Linked DNA regions of Mus musculus: all the other regions are linked to region 1. Evidence: chromatin contacts called from public promoter capture Hi-C data. All regions are on one chromosome and are shown on one strand. Each heading gives the region's core, a stretch centred on a gene start, on an enhancer-like site or on the middle of the called end of the contact. The rest is flanking DNA. Distances are from core to core; before and after follow the strand shown. Region 1 holds the start of Zbtb24 (zinc finger and BTB domain containing 24). Region 2 holds the start of Sec63 (SEC63-like (S. cerevisiae)). Region 3 holds the start of Gtf3c6 (general transcription factor IIIC, polypeptide 6, alpha). Region 4 holds the start of Afg1l (AFG1 like ATPase).

Region 1 (3,702 bases), core at 319-2,818:
AGAAGCTTGTAGTCTTTGAGCTTGACAGACCTGCGGATTCTCCGCCTGCTGCACCTACTCTGGCTCTCCTGTCCATCCCCAGCCTTGGGGTCAAAGTTCTCGTCCTTTTCAGCAGGCACCTCCTCCACGCTTCCTGGCTCACCAGCAGGCTCTGATTCCTTGTCTTCTGGAGTCTGCTCACTCAGCTTGACACTGTCTTCTTCTTTAAACACAAAGTTTTGTCTATTCTGAACTGAATTGTTCACTCTCAGCTGCAGCTCTCCCTCTGCAGCCAGTTCTGATCTCCCTTCCTGCAAACCATTGGCTTTTCTTGGTCTTCCCCGTTTCCGTTTCAGAGGATCGTTCTTCTTATTGGAAATAACCACCACTGGCGTCCCAGTGCAGTTCAAAGCTGGTGGCTTTGGGGCGCTATGGTTATCCTGGAAGTCTGCGTATGCCTTTACCAGGTCATAGACTTTTAAGAACTGAGCAGTAGCCAGGATCTGCTCTGTCGTTTTCTCACTGGCATGTAGATAACCTGTATAGATAAATTCCAGCAGGATGCCAAAGGTGTCTGCAACCATGCCTTCCAGCATGTAGATAGACTGGCCAATCTCGCCCTCTTCCGCAAACATCATTGAGAAATACTCGCTACTGGCGGCCAGCAAGGCTTTATGGGCTCGGAAATGCACATTCTCCACGATTAAAGTAATATCACAAAGAAAGCCCTTCTTCCTTTGATCCTCCAGACTGGCCAGCACAGTGTCACTGTGAGTGTCTGAGTGTACCATAAGCTGCCCACAAGGCTCCGGGGTTGTGTCTGCCATTTTCTCCAGAAGACTCTGAAGAGGCTTAAATCTGAAATAAAAAATCAATGTTTATTTAGGAAGAAGTATTGCCTAACTAGACTGTTCGTGTTCCAGCTGTCACAACCCAGTTTTTTTTTTTTTTTTTTTTTTTTTTTTACATTATCACCTTCTACACTCTACTTGGAAAGCCAAGCCTTGGGTTCCTCCCCTTGTTGCGGCTACCCTGCTGGATGCCTCTCCAGTACCCACATAACCTCTTACGGTGGGGAATTTCCTCTGGAAATTAGAGAACGGGTTCAAAAGTCTGTACGGCCCTCCGGTCCGTTAACTTTGTAATTAAACTTTCAAAGTGTGGCGGCACAAAGTTGGAGTTGGGGGTGTGCTGCCTCGATGCTACACACGGAATAGCTGTTTCGACTATAGGAACATATATGAGAAATATGGGAACGAACCCACGCAAGGGAGATCTACGGTGAAATAACGCGCGGATTCAGAGGCCCCGCTCTGAGCAGCGGCGCCCGGAGCTCCGTCCCAGGCCTGGGGCCTGAGTCCCGCGGACGTTCCGCGGCCCAAGGCCCCGGGCCGAACCAACCGGCCGCGGACCTACCTGTCAGGGCCGCCCCGCAGGGACTTGCTACGGTCAGCCCACCCGGCTGCCCAGAGGGCACTAACCGGGCCTGTCGCCGGTCCCCGCCCCCGCCACCACTACGCTGTAGCTCCGGACTCCCGGCGTCTGTCAACCCGGAAGCGCGCACAAGGGCCGTAGCATCACGTGACCCCGGAGCCCCGCCCCGAGGGCGGGCTTTGCTGTGGAATCCGGAAAGGGAGGGTCTGGTGCGGAAACCTGCCAATCTGCGGAAATTTACCTCCAGTTACCCCGCTGAGTTTCCTTTAGACCTCAGTAGACACCACATCCGCTGATTAGATGCTGAGCATAAAGACGGCGGTGGCTTCAATCAGCAGATATTTACCTCCTGAATGAATCCTCTTCCTCGCTTTCCTTCCCAAGTTACTCATCCTCAGCTCTGTGTTTATCCATAAAATGGAGGTGTTAACCTACCTGGTACGGTTAGAATGAGCTTAGTAAGTGCTTGGCTTGGCTAAAAAGACCGAAACGACCGCTGTTTTTATTTAGATTTATGGCACTTCTGAGAGACTATTGAGGGTTTCAGTTGTCTCAGGACAGTGTCGCTCCCTCTGAGACCTATGGGTATGGGAGAGTTCTCTAAATAAAAACCTGGGTAGGATCTGCTGTGGCTCTGTGTTCCGGACCAATGCTCCTAAGTCCCGCTCAGATTCGTTCCGGACCTACTCCAACTGTGCCAGCAGCTTCCGCTCAGCGTTTATGCATCGCGTGTACCTAATTATCTCTACTTTGTCCACTTCCAGATTATAAATTTGCCATCTATATTGCCCACAATTTGGAAACTAAAGATGGAATTACCAGCCGGACTCTTTCTTTCTTACTAGTTTTTATTAAAAGTGTAAGACCCCCAAAGCTGGGCCTCCGCTCAAGTCCCGGGATGAGCTGGCCAGCACCCCAGTGTCCCGAGAGAAAACCACACCTGATGCAAACTGCAAGAGGTTTTATTATCAGCTAGCTGAGGACGAAGTGTCTCCCTAAGTGTCTCCGCATTAGAGATCAGGGAAAACAAGCTTGGGGAACGTCTAGGGGCTTTACCTTCCAGGGAGAAACGCTCTAAGTTGGGGTCTCACAAAAGCAGCTCATACCACACAGGTATGAGCTCTGTGGTTTCCCCCTTATCTTTACAGAGTTATCTAGTGCACTCTATCCAGAGCTCCCTCGAAATCGGTCAGATATGTGGGCGTCCGAGTGGGATGCCAGGAGAGCTTTGCTTGACTTCTGCACTCCAGAAGGAACAAGGGTGGTTGTGGGATTGGGGATTTTGTTCAGTGATAGAGCACTGGGTTCTGGATTCTGCCCTCAGCACCGAGAGGAAAATAATAATAATAATGATAATGATAATAATGATAAAAAGACAGAAAGAACAAGGGTCAGTCTTTCAACTTTGCTTTCACATAGGTTTTTGTTTGGTTTTCTGCTGAAAGAATTGCAGTAAAAACAATGCAATAAAAACTCCACAGAGCCAAAACTAGATCAAATTTATCGAATAAGCTGCTATTTAAAGGAGAAACTGGTTATCGGTAAGAGTGTCACTCGGAGCTGGTCACCAGGAACCACTCTGAGGAAGACTGTCAGAAAAGGCTGGTTGGACAAGGCTGAGGTGGCCAAACCAAATGTGAGATGCTCACAGCTAGATGTAGGTTAATATTAGGTGAAGATGTAGGTTAATAAAATGAAAGCCAACAAGATTTAAAATGCTCAAAATATTTATTACTTTGAAATTTGAAGAATTTAAAATGTCAGCTCATAGCAAAAATCTAGAGTGTTGAAGATATTGATGATAATATTATTAGAGCATAGATTATACCCTTTTATGAGTAAGATTGCTAATAGAGGAAATAGTGAAATAAATGGGTTATCCAGAATTTTTCCTCCTTCTTTTCCATATCTAATTTCCATTATTCTACCCCTTCCCACCTGAAAGAGACAGAGACAGAGAGAGAGAGAGAGAGAGAGAGAGAGAGAGAGAGAGAGAAATCAACAGAGCCTCCTGTCTCCTGGCCTCTGGATGGATTGGGTCTGTGGAGAACTTGACCCAGGAGAAAGGAGAAGGCTTATCATTAGCTGGCAGATGACAGTTAGTGGAAGTCTTCTGTGGCAGTGAAGGTAACAGAACCTCTGTGAGATCTAGGATGGTTTGCTGATATCTGCTGAAGAAGCTGTAGTCCAAAGCCCATCATGACTTCTGGGACTTGAGAGGAACAAAAGGATAATCGTGCTGTTGGACAGTACCAGCACAGCTTTATAGCCACACCTTCTCTTCCTCCT
Region 2 (3,702 bases), core at 679-3,178, 1.3 Mb before region 1:
GCCTATGTCAGTGGCCTTGAACTCTTATTAATCATCCTGCCTCCACCTCTCAAAGGCCTGGAATAATATTTGTGAGCCATCACACTGGGCATTTAACTTAAAATACTGAAAAAATTGGCTTAAGTGGGCGAGCAGTCAAGGAAAAAAAAAAAACATTTTCTGTATTATGACACCAAAAGTACATACAGCCACTGATTTAAAAATATATATATATATATCTAAACAAACTTGGAAACACAGAACTCAAGAGTCCGAAGTGAAAATTTCATAAAGCAACCCAGAATGAGAAACGACGGAGGCTAGTAACTTTGGGTAAATTGTTGCTACTCCGCTTATTGTGAAATGTACAAAAGAGATGCAAGTGTTGCTTGCTCTTTATCTTAAATTTACTTGAGTTCTATTATGAAACTAGATAATTTTATAGGACATTGAACTCTCTCTTCAAAGTGTAACAAGTCCTGAGCTTCACTGCTAACAATTCTTCCCAAGCTGCAGTGCACAACCTAGACAACTTAGATCATCACCACACCCAACCTAAAAGCAACTTAGCAGACACAGAACGCTCTCCCCCAGAGCCGCTGTTATACTCGAAACCTACTAATTATGGTTACCACCACCAGAAATAACCCATTAGGCGCTTGCTGTAAGTGCCATCAGCTTTAAGAATAACCGGTGCCATATGTCTTAGTAAAGTGCAACACAGAATCCAACATTACAATCTTAAACCTAACATCCCCGGAAACTGCACTGGGTTGCGTTCTGACGCGACCTTTAATGTGGAAAGACTCGAGAACTAAAAGCAAAGGAGCTTGCGACCCCACCAACTACCTCCTTCCATCAACGAATCCCGCTTAATCCTTCATGCCTGCACTTTTCCGTTGTAAACAGGAAACTCCAGAGGAAAGGAAACGGAGAAAATCCTATTTGTGCTTTTATAAAAGGAATAACGGCAGCGCTCTCCAACCCCCACGATGTGATTGAACAAATGAAAAAAGCAACCGGAGGAAGTGACGGGGTGGGCTGCTGGTGAGCTCACTTGGAAGTCCCAAACATGACACCCAGCTTAGGGGTGCCCCCAAACATCTGTACCAACAGCTGCAGCGGGGACACCGGGACAAGAGGGAGAAAGGGTGACGGGAGCGAAGGATGCGGAGTTGTGCCCACACGCTCTTATTCCCCCTCGGCCAACTCTTCTCTCGCCCCCCGTCCCAGCCCAGCCCGCTCCCTCCAGAAAGAACACCCAACAAAGCCGAGGCTGGGGAGACAAAGAGGCGGCAGGCGAGGGGCGTCCAGAACAATGCGGATCGGATCCCCGCCAAACTCCCGCGGACCACGCAGGCGGGCGGACAGCCCCGGAAATCGCCGCCGAGCTCCGGCCCCGTGGACAGCGGCCCTCAGGCCCCGCCGCCCAGGCGGCGTCCCTGGGACGCGGAGCAGCACCGGCGGGCAGGACGGCGCGGCCCGGAGCGGAGCGGAGAAGAGCGGAGCGGAGCGTCCGCCCGAGCGCGCCAGAGCGGGCCGCCGACGGGACTCACCCGCGTTCTGGTCTCGCGGCCAGAGGTAGTAGGTGGCGGGGATCACGATGAGCCCCACGAAGGAGGTGAGGAAGTAGAAGAAGGTGTTCCCGCTGTCATCGTACTGGAACTGCTGGCCCGCCATGGCTCCGCCTCCTCCGCCGCGCTCCCCTCACCGCCGTCGCCACGACCCCGCGCTGCGCTCCGGCTCCCGGCTCCCAGCGCCCCGGCCCCGTGTGGCGTAGCTCGGACGCCGCTACCGCCGCCGCCGCCGCCGCCGCCGCCGCTCTCCTCCCCGCCCCCACGCCGCTCTCACGGACACGCCGCCGCCGCCGCCGCGGCCGTCGCCAACTCTCGCGAGAGGAGCTAGTTCCCGCCCCACGCGGCTGTTCCCTCCCCGGCCGTCTCCTCCACACGCTCACTGAGGGAGACGTGGCGCGCGCAGCAAAGAAACTCTGTTGGACCCCGCCCGCGGCCCCGCCCCTGAGCCACGGACCACGCCCTCTGTTTTCCATAAGCCCGCCCCCGGGTCCCGCCCCCTGCTTACCAGGCTTTCCTTCCCAGCACCCTTCCCGGATTCCAGGAGCTTTCTTGCCAGGGTCCCCCAAGCAGTGAGCAGAGGCGAGCGTCCTAGGTGCGATTGGGACCTGAGCTTTTGCAACCTAAGCGAGGTTGCCAAACCTCTCCACTCTCTCCTATCCCTCTCACTTTTCCTCCACGTGAACCTCATGGAAACAAGTGCCATTAAAATAGGGAGCAAGGAAAAATAAATAAATGAAAAGAATAGGGAGCAAGGAACTCCTCAGAGTTCCAAAGCCTTGGTATTTGGAGCTGCCAGTTCACTAATGCTTTCTGTGACCCAAGCGATCATGTCTTCAATTTGTCAGTAAAACATGAAATAAAGCAAAATATAGATCGGTGGCTCTCAACCTTCCTAATGCTGCCACACTTTAATACAGTCCCTCATGTTGTCGTGACCCCGAACCGTAAAATTATTTTCATTTCTAGTTCATAACTGTAATTTTACTACTGTTACGAATTGTAATGTAAATATATGATGTGCATGATATATATACTCCCTCTAAAACGGTCTTTTGATAACTCCCCCTTAACAGGGTCAGGACCCACATATTGAGAACCAATGTCATATATGCTCTATTGATGAGAAAATTCAGACTCAAAACATTTTCCAGAGGTAACGCTCAATGGTTTGGGTTTGCTCAGGGCTTGAGGATCCAAACCCAGATCGCTCTGACGCCCCAAAGAGCCGCTGGCACTCCCCTGCAACCTGTGGGCAATCTGAAGAGGCAGTCACTCTCTGCTCCTGGCCACCGAATCTCAAGCTGGAGTCAGCTGAACTGCAGGATAGTCCTCTAACCTTGCAAAGATCCCACCAGAGTCCAGTGGTGGCCTTAGCAGGGTGGGTCCCAGTGTCTGCACTGCCCTCTGTGGATCAAGAGGACACAGGGCACTTTACACAGGACCGCTGTGAATAGTAAAGGAAACTGTGCAATATCTTTAAAAAGAGAAGCTACCGCGCAAGTACAAACATTCTGCTGTATTTTTTTTTAAGATTCATTTTTTATTTTTATGTATATGAGTACACTGTAGCCATCATGTGGTTGCTGGGATTTGAACTCAGGACCTTCAGAAGAGCATTCAGTGCTCTTAACTGCCCGTTTTGTTGTTGTTTTGTTTACTTTGCTTTTTGTTGGGGGGGGTGTTTTTTTTTTTTTCTTTTTGAGCCAGGGTTTCTTTGTGTAGCCCTGGCTGTCCCGGAACTCACTCTTTAGCCAGGGTTGGCCTCGAACTCACAGAGATCAGCCTGCCTCTACCTCCTGAGTGCTGGGAATAAAGCTGTACACCAGCACCAGCGTTTAAGGATTGTTTCAAGACTAGTCAGTTAACTACATGGCTTTTCAATATGCCTTCCATTGTCTGAGAGGAAATCTGGTTACACAAGCTCTTTCATTGAATGTCTCAAAACCAGTATTTATCATAATGAGTCATGCTTCCCCTTATACTAGATTATGTTCACAAGTATTCTGTCTCCCCTTTCAAATTCCAATTTAACAGCACATTTCTGAAAGCCACTTTTGCTACATTTTTCTGCCTTGTTCCCCCCCCCCCACTCCCCCGTAAAGTTTCCAAGGACTTTATTGTAAGAGGGAAACTTAGAAGTGGAAAA
Region 3 (3,702 bases), core at 850-3,349, 1.2 Mb after region 1:
ACATTGTGATGCAGCTGAAATTTGAAGCCAAAGTTATCCTGCACTTTGTAGTTCCCGCCCCGTCCCGCCCCGCCCCGCCCCGCCCCCAGAGAGATGGTTTTTCTCTGTGTAGCCCTGGTTGTCTTGGATCTTACTCTGTAGACCAGGCTAGCCTTTGAACTCCTGAGTGCGTGGGCCATCACCACCAGGAAAGGATCAAGGGTTTTGAAGGTTCCAGGCCCTACAATTGAGCTACATTCCGAGTCTTGCACTTCATTTTCTCATACAAGTAAAGTACAAGTTTAAAACAGAAAAAACAAAAACTTACTGTATCTTACTCTTATGTAAGTGCAAAATGTTCATTTCTGAGACAAGATGTTACCTCTAAAGGCTCTTTTACAAGAACTCTGCTATAAAACATATTTTTAAGCCTGGTATGGTGGTGTATACCTTTAATTCCAGCAGAGGCAGGAAGCTCTCTGTAAGCTCGAGGAAAGCTTGGTCTACAAAACGAGTTTCAAGACAGCCAGGACTGTTACATAGAGAAACCCTCTCGAAAAACTAAAACAACAACAACAACAACAACAAAAAGGAGAAAATAAAAATTCTCATATAAGTTTTCCAAGTAAAAGAGCAAGAAGGAGCAGATTGTTAAATCACTTGTCGCCTCCTAGTGGCAGTGTCTTAATATTGCGACCACTATCACATTTAATATTCTTTATTTACTAGTTCAGGTTAATAGCCTTCCTCATAGATTTTTTTTTCCTCTGCAAGGAGCTTCAGTCATGCTTGCAGAAGACCTAAGTTTACTTCACACACAACTACTAATAGGACAAAATTCTTTCCTGTTTTGTTGTTCATAAGCACTTAAAATTTTTCTTGCAGTTAATGGTCTCGTGAACATTATAACTACATTCATACTAAGAACAAGAAAGGCAGGTCAGCCAGGCTGTAGTGAACACCCTAAACCCCAGCACTTAGGAGGCTGAGGCAGGCAGAAAGCAGAACTTGAGTTGGAGGTCGTCTGGGACCATACAGAGAGGAATGACCGGGCTACACAGTATAAGCCATGTAAAATACAAGAGGAAAGATATCCATTTAGTAGCTCAGGACCAAAGCATCTACTCTAACTTTCAACTAAATATAAAAGAAACCACTCAGACTGTGTCCTCTCCCTCTCAACCCTCAAGAGAGTTGAGAACGATCATCAATGGCAGATAGCAGTTGCAAAATGCAGCACTAAAAGCCGGCTTCACGCTCAGGAAAGGACACTCTGTCTCCTCCTCGTGGTTTCGGGTGCTCTACACAGTCAGAGAAACTTCTCTAGTAACAAACTATAGAAATGATCCCTGAAAGTATAGTCTTAGTTTAGCGTTGCCAGCCGCCGCGAGGCCACCTCTGACAGCACATTTTTAACTAATGGTGACATTCCCCACCCGCCCCCCCCCCCCCGCGAAAACCCCGTAATATTCTCCTAAGGAATACCATACACATGCACTTTCGAAGCTGTGTTCGTATATTATTTTGCAAAAAAAAAAAACAAAAACAAAAACTCATTCTGAATACTTATGACTTGTAAACTAACTCAGAATCAAGTTCATAATTAACATATTGAGGATAATAGCCAATCACACGCCAGTGTCTTCAGTCATCCTAAGAAAATCACTTCCGGACCAGTTTTAAAGGGTGGGTGCGGCTCCTCAGGCTGCGTTTTACTTAAGATGGGTGTTGATTTGTGTCCTCTGCGGTCTGAATTCCACCCTGTCCCAGTAGCGTCACTGCTGGGTTTGTGTTAACTAAGTAGCCACTCTGGCCTAGAATTTGCATTAATCCTCTCCCTCCCGCGTCCTTAGATGTTGGGATGAAAAGTGGAGGCCACCATTGATCCTCTAGTCTCCTTCGGCAGACAATAAACGTGAGGTTTTGTTTTATAGTGGAGGCAGTTGATTACGCTCATCCTCAGCTACTTACTGAGTTCAGTGTAGCCTGAGCTCTATGAGCCACGTTCTTCAAAGTGGGGCTAAATACCCTAAATTCCCGAAGCTCGGAGCGTGTCGAGTCTCCACGTGGGACCCACTTACGGAAGCCTGGCGTCGCCATCTTGCTTTCTGGCCGGAAGCCGGACGCCGCTGCCCGTATCCAAAATGGCATCCACAGGGGGCGTGGCCAGTGATGGCGTCTCCGAACGCTATGGCGGCGGCAGTGGATCCCATTTGGGAGGACTTGGAGGAGGAGGAAGAGGAGCTAGAGGAGGTTGTAAGCGAGGGTCAGAGGCCTGCGGCGCGGGCGGTCTTGGTTGAGCCACCCCTGGGTGGGGAAGGGAGTCTGGGATGCGGACGGAGGGAGGGAGGCCGGTAGACAGCTCGCTGGCTTTCCGAAGCCCGAGAAGCCGTGGAGGGCTAGCTTCAGTTCTGGTTTACCCATTCTAGAAAGAATCGGTTTCCACCAGAAACTGGATCGAGTTTTCACAGAGAAATTTGGGGCATTTCTTATTTACTGCCCCTTGTCTACCTTATTAACTTTGCTTTCTTCCACCAGGAGCAGTTTGTTCTGGTAGAATTGTCAGGAATCATTGATTCAGACTTTCTCTCCAAATGTGAAAATAAATGCAAGATTTTGGTGAGTCTTAGAATTCGGGGAATGTTGTAGATTTTCTTAAAGTTAAAACAAGACTAAAAGGTGATATGCTTGTCCACAAAGAGAGAGACGTTCATCCCACCTTACAAAGCAGTGATCAAACGCTCCAGGCTCATACCAGAAGAGTAGGTTACAAGGGAGGGATTCTATGGGAGCAGAGAAAATGCCTGACTGCTTCTTCTTCACTGTCTGAATGTGTGGCTGGAGAGAAAGAGCAAAACACCTTGTATGAAACTTCTGGGGGACTTTCAGGACAAAGCCTAATCCATGCTGTTAAGCAGTGCCTGCCTTCCTTGTAGTGGGCGTGGCCTCAGTTCTATCCTCCAATAGTACCACAGTTGAGTGTACTAGTCTGGACGCAGACTCTGGTCTAAGTGTGGATATGTATGCAGTGTTGCCCGGCCGGTCACCAAGTACCCATGTCACCTGCTTCACCATGCCTTTGGTGTGTCTTTGGCTCACTCCTCACAAGCCAATTAGGAAAAAATAGCATGAGAGCAGGCTGTCCTGGTGCACACCTGTAATGCCGGCACTGGAGAGCCCAAGGCAGGCGGATCCGAAGTTCATTGTCATCCTACCCCCCAACTCCCCGGAATGCCCTGGAACTCACTTTGTAGACCAGGCTGGCCTCGAACTCAGAAATCTGCCTACCTCTGCCTCCCAAGTGCTGGGATTAAAGGCGTGCGCCACCACCGCCTGGCTCATTGTCATCCTTAATGATATAGTAAGTTCTAGGCCACCTTGATCTACAGAAAGCCCTGTCTTCAAAATGCCTGGAGAAGACACAGTTTAAAATATTACGTTATTGCCTGATGATGATACATACCTTTAATCCCAGCACTCATGAGGCAGAGGCAAACGGATCTCTTAAGTTTGAGGCCTGCTTGGTCTGCAGAGTGAGTCCCAGGACAGTCAGGGCTGTTACACAGAGAAACCCTGTCTTTGGGGGATGGGGGTAGGGATGGGGGATAAAGCTGTTATCAAAATTTTTGGGCAAAATCCTTGGCTTCAAATATTTAAACAGGTTAATTTCTGCCACTTACCCCAACATGCCAATCAGAGATGAGTAGTGTGGTGTACATAGCA
Region 4 (3,702 bases), core at 708-3,207, 1.0 Mb before region 1:
CCAGTCTCCTTAGGTACTAGGCACACATGTGATACATAGCTATGTATGCTGGCAAAACACTCATAAACCTAAAAAAAATTTAAAAACAGGTTGCTTCAGCCAGGCAGCGAGCGGGGCGGCACACTTTTTCTATCCTAGCACTCAGGAGGCAGAGGTAGGCAGATCTCTTTGAGTTCAAGGCCAGCCTGGTCTATGGAGCTAGAGTTCCAAGACTGGATGTGTACATCAGCAGATACGGTTGTTCTGGTCAGAGCTTGGAGAGGGAAGAAGGGAGGGAGGGAGGGAGGGGGGAGAGAGAGAGAGAGAGAGAGAGAGAGAGAGAGAGAGAGAGAGATCCAAATCCATCTTTGAGATCCTGACTGGAAGCTTGGGTTTAAGTCGTAGGAAAGAGGTACAACAACTCAGCCGTCCAGGTCAGGTGTGACCTGTGCATCACTGGCCCACCATTGCCCAGCTCCAGTGTGTCCTACAAGCTGGTTCTGCACTGTCTGAACCGTGTGACGTCACTTCCGGGAGCCCAGCTTCTCCCTTTTCTGGTTGGCACCAGGCTTCAACCTTTTCCTTGTCCCAGCGTGGGATTCTTGGGAGCAGTTTGATTTCTTAGGGCCATTGTTTCAGTAGTGCAATAGCCAAAGGGAAAGAAGACACAAGTGTCTCTTTAGACTATCTTCAGTCCCATCGGGGTGGGTACATACTTTGACATATTAGCAGAGAAAAGGCTTGAAGTTACTCTGCCATACTACACCTTCCATTTCCTGTTTCTTCAGAATTCCTCTTCTGGTGACCACAATTTGGTTTCCTGGAATTCTTCTTAGTGTTCTCTTTTTTGGTCACACAATTGAAACTTTGTTTCCTCCTTCCTAGGAATGCTAGACTTTCTTGTTTTCCATAATTCCCAGCTAAATGTTCAGGTCTTTTAGATATGATCCACGGTTGAAGGGTTTACTTTTTTGTTGTTGTTGTTGTTGTTTTATTTATTTTTAAGGATGTAACTATGTAGTTGGACTTCTAACCCTGCTGTCTACATTTCCCAAATGCTAGGATTGCTGTTTGTGCTTTTTCTTCCCAGACTGGTGAATCTTGGGCTTCCTGCTAACTAGGCAAACACTCTATCAGCTGAACACCACCCGACAACCCCTGGGAAGGTCTTTGTCTTTTGTTAAAAGTTAATCTTGTATGGACTAGAGAAGTGGCTCAACTGTTTAAATAATGTGTAACTTATGCAGCCGACAAGGGTTTGGTTCGTAGCACCCACGTTGAGTGGCCCACAGCTGCCTTTAATCTCAGCCAGCTCTGGGGGGATCAATGCCCACTTCTGGCCTCCAGAAGAATCGCTTTCAATATAGGACACACACACCTAGACAAAAATATAATCTCCGTACTCCTCCACAACAGTGCTCTCTCCTTGATCCCACTATTGTCTTTAGCTGCAGCGTTCATCTAGCCAAAGGGTCGCCAGCCTCAAATGAGGGCAGTCGCAAATTCAAGTGGTCACACCATCCCATGACTGCCACATCCACCAGCTGTCAGTCTGGGCCCTTTGGCTTTCCTGTCCCACTTATAAGCTTCTTCAAAGCATGAAAACATGTGCTATATAGAAGATAATTTCTATTACTCAACAGCTCAAACAGAAAGTGGCAGAAACACATTTCAGGTACCCTTCAGAGACACGTTGGACACCGAAAGAAAAGTAAATTGAGGCTATATTATAGCAGATTGGACGAGGTATAATATATACCTCTTGGTCACCTTCATATTATGCGGTCTTAGAAGGTTCACGATTATTACTACAAGCTACAATTGGTTTCTCAGGCCTGGAGAACTAGGGTTTCAGTGGGGGCGGGGTGGAGAGTTGGTTCTAGCCGCCTCTCAGCGGGGTGGGGCGCACCCGCGACTGTCAGGACACGCCCCCTCAAGGCGCGAGGCCTCTCGGGACTTGTAGTCCCAAGGCCCACCGGAAGGCGTGAAGGGCAGGCGTTGCAGCCTTTCTAAGCTTGAGGTCATCTCTCTTTAACGCTCTCTCATTTTCAGGCGTGGCCTCCTGGAGCGCCACAGCACCCGGCTGCTCCGTCGCGTCTTCTGGGTTACAATAAAGTTTTCCTCCCTGTACGGAGCTCAAGATGGCGGCCTCCTGGTCGCCCTTGGTTACTCTGCGCTCCGCCGCGCGCAGCCGGCTGACTGGGAGAGGTGTTGGGTGCGGGGCGCGGGTCGTCGCAATCCCTCCTCCGGCCCCTGGCCCTGGGAAACCCCTGTGGAAAGGTCAGTGACCGTGTCACGAGCGGGCCGCGCAAGGCCCTGGGGTCACCCCACTGTCTGATCCCTCCCAGCTGCACCCGTGGCTTCACAAGTTGTAAGGATCCTAGAGACGAGTTCGTGTCTATTGACCTTTTGCATCTCGTTGCCCCAAAGAGCGCTGAGCGCCTCAGGCAGCTGCCCAGAGTAACTTCCATTTGAGGGTCAGAGGCCAACCCAGTTCTTCCCCAGGTAACCCAGGCCTGGAGAGGGCAGGTGTGCAAGAGCCCGGCTTGGAGGGATGGGGGTAAGCAAGATGGGGTTGGTGTGTGGGGAGCCTTTCACCCCAACCCATCTGGGCTCTTAAGGCTGGTGATGGACTTAATGGTCATGTCAGTCAGGGACCCTATGCCCCCTCCCCGCCCATTTTCTCGATGCAGTCTTAAATTCCTAGGGCATCACTTTGTCTGTTTGTCTGTCATTTATCTGTTTTGCCCCTGACCTTCGATTCTTTCGTTCTACTGTCATGTGTCTGTGAATGAGTGGTTAGCCAAATTACAATCACGTGGTCTCACTGTGTGGTACAGGCTGGCCACGAACTTGAGAACCTCCTGCTGCTCTTTCCCAGAAGTGCTAATTTTACCTCTCTTCACTGGACTGGTTTCTCAAAAGACAGCAAACCCTGTGTCCTTATTTCCTTGGCACGTAGGATGGTGATTGGTGTCTGATGAGCAGATATTTTCAAATGAACGACGTTATTCTCATGGTCTTCCTCAGTCACCTTTCCTCATCTCCAAGAGCTTCTTTATATACCTTCAAAATCGGATATAATTTAACAGAGTATATATATGCAAATGCCGATTCTCATCGTCTCAAGATAGGTTTTTTTCCCCCCTCAGTCATTGAAATAAATACCAGACTGTGAGCTTTACATGGCCCACTTAGCAAAGGGCCTTGCTATCAAGCCTGAGTTCAATCCCTAGGACCCATATGGCAGAGGGGAAGTACCAACACCCACCACTTGTCCTCTCTTGCGCGCGCGCACGCGCACACACACACACACACACACACACACAAAATAAGTAAAGTAAAAAATATTCCTTTCTATTTTATAAACAAGAGAAATGCTGAAGTATAAATCTCATTAATTGAGTCTGGATTACAGTTTCTGCCCCTTTCTTTACTCCCCCCCCCCACACCCGCCATCAAGAAATAACCCCAGGAGGGTTATTTCTTTTTCCCCTCTTGTTTGAAGTTTCATTTACAAAGCTGGCTTAAACAAAGGCAGGAAGGAAGCCTTGGGAGAGACCATGAGGACAGGAAGGGCAGGATTTGGCTTGATTTTCAGCAGTACTGTGCTTTGAACCCAAGGTCTCCTGTGCACTAGGCCACCCTTCTGCCACAGAGCTATAGGTTCAGTTCTTTTTTTTCTTTTCTTTTTTTTTAGTTTTTTGAGACAGGGTTTCTCTG

Evidence for each region. Promoter capture Hi-C pulls out the DNA fragments that hold promoters and counts their contacts.
Region 2: a promoter capture Hi-C map of liver shows a contact between it and region 1, with 4 times the contacts expected there. The contact joins the promoter of Sec63 here to the promoter of Zbtb24 in region 1. A contact is called at or near these places in 4 of 39 promoter capture datasets (hippocampal neurons, liver and pre-B cells) and 3 of 115 datasets of contacts at active chromatin or transcription factors (double positive thymocytes, embryonic forebrain and pancreatic cancer cells).
Region 3: a promoter capture Hi-C map of liver shows a contact between it and region 1, with 3 times the contacts expected there. The contact joins the promoter of Gtf3c6 here to the promoter of Zbtb24 in region 1. A contact is called at or near these places in 4 of 39 promoter capture datasets (embryonic stem cells, liver and pre-B cells), 1 of 484 Hi-C or Micro-C datasets (uterus) and 2 of 115 datasets of contacts at active chromatin or transcription factors (astrocytes and embryonic stem cells).
Region 4: a promoter capture Hi-C map of pre-B cells shows a contact between it and region 1, with 4 times the contacts expected there. The contact joins the promoter of Afg1l here to the promoter of Zbtb24 in region 1. A contact is called at or near these places in 4 of 39 promoter capture datasets (embryonic stem cells, liver and pre-B cells) and 2 of 9 other capture datasets (adipose tissue and pancreatic islet).

The regions. Positions count from the first base shown.
Region 1 is chr10:41,448,224-41,451,925 of GRCm38.p6, reverse strand. Zbtb24 (zinc finger and BTB domain containing 24) reads right to left here and starts at 1,568. Exons shown (of 7, transcript NM_153398.3): 1 at 1,396-1,568; 2 at 1-837. The coding sequence starts at 806.
Region 2 is chr10:42,759,722-42,763,423 of GRCm38.p6, reverse strand. It overlaps Sec63 (SEC63-like (S. cerevisiae)), which reads right to left and starts at 1,928. Exons shown (of 21, transcript NM_153055.3): 1 at 1,536-1,928. The coding sequence starts at 1,659.
Region 3 is chr10:40,256,109-40,259,810 of GRCm38.p6, reverse strand. It overlaps Gtf3c6 (general transcription factor IIIC, polypeptide 6, alpha), which reads left to right and starts at 2,099. Exons shown (of 6, transcript NM_026113.5): 1 at 2,099-2,232; 2 at 2,518-2,598. The coding sequence starts at 2,152. It overlaps Rnu3a (U3A small nuclear RNA), which reads right to left and starts at 1,343; the gene lies at 1,132-1,343.
Region 4 is chr10:42,476,820-42,480,521 of GRCm38.p6, reverse strand. It overlaps Afg1l (AFG1 like ATPase), which reads left to right and starts at 1,957. Exons shown (of 13, transcript NM_145743.2): 1 at 1,957-2,259. The coding sequence starts at 2,121.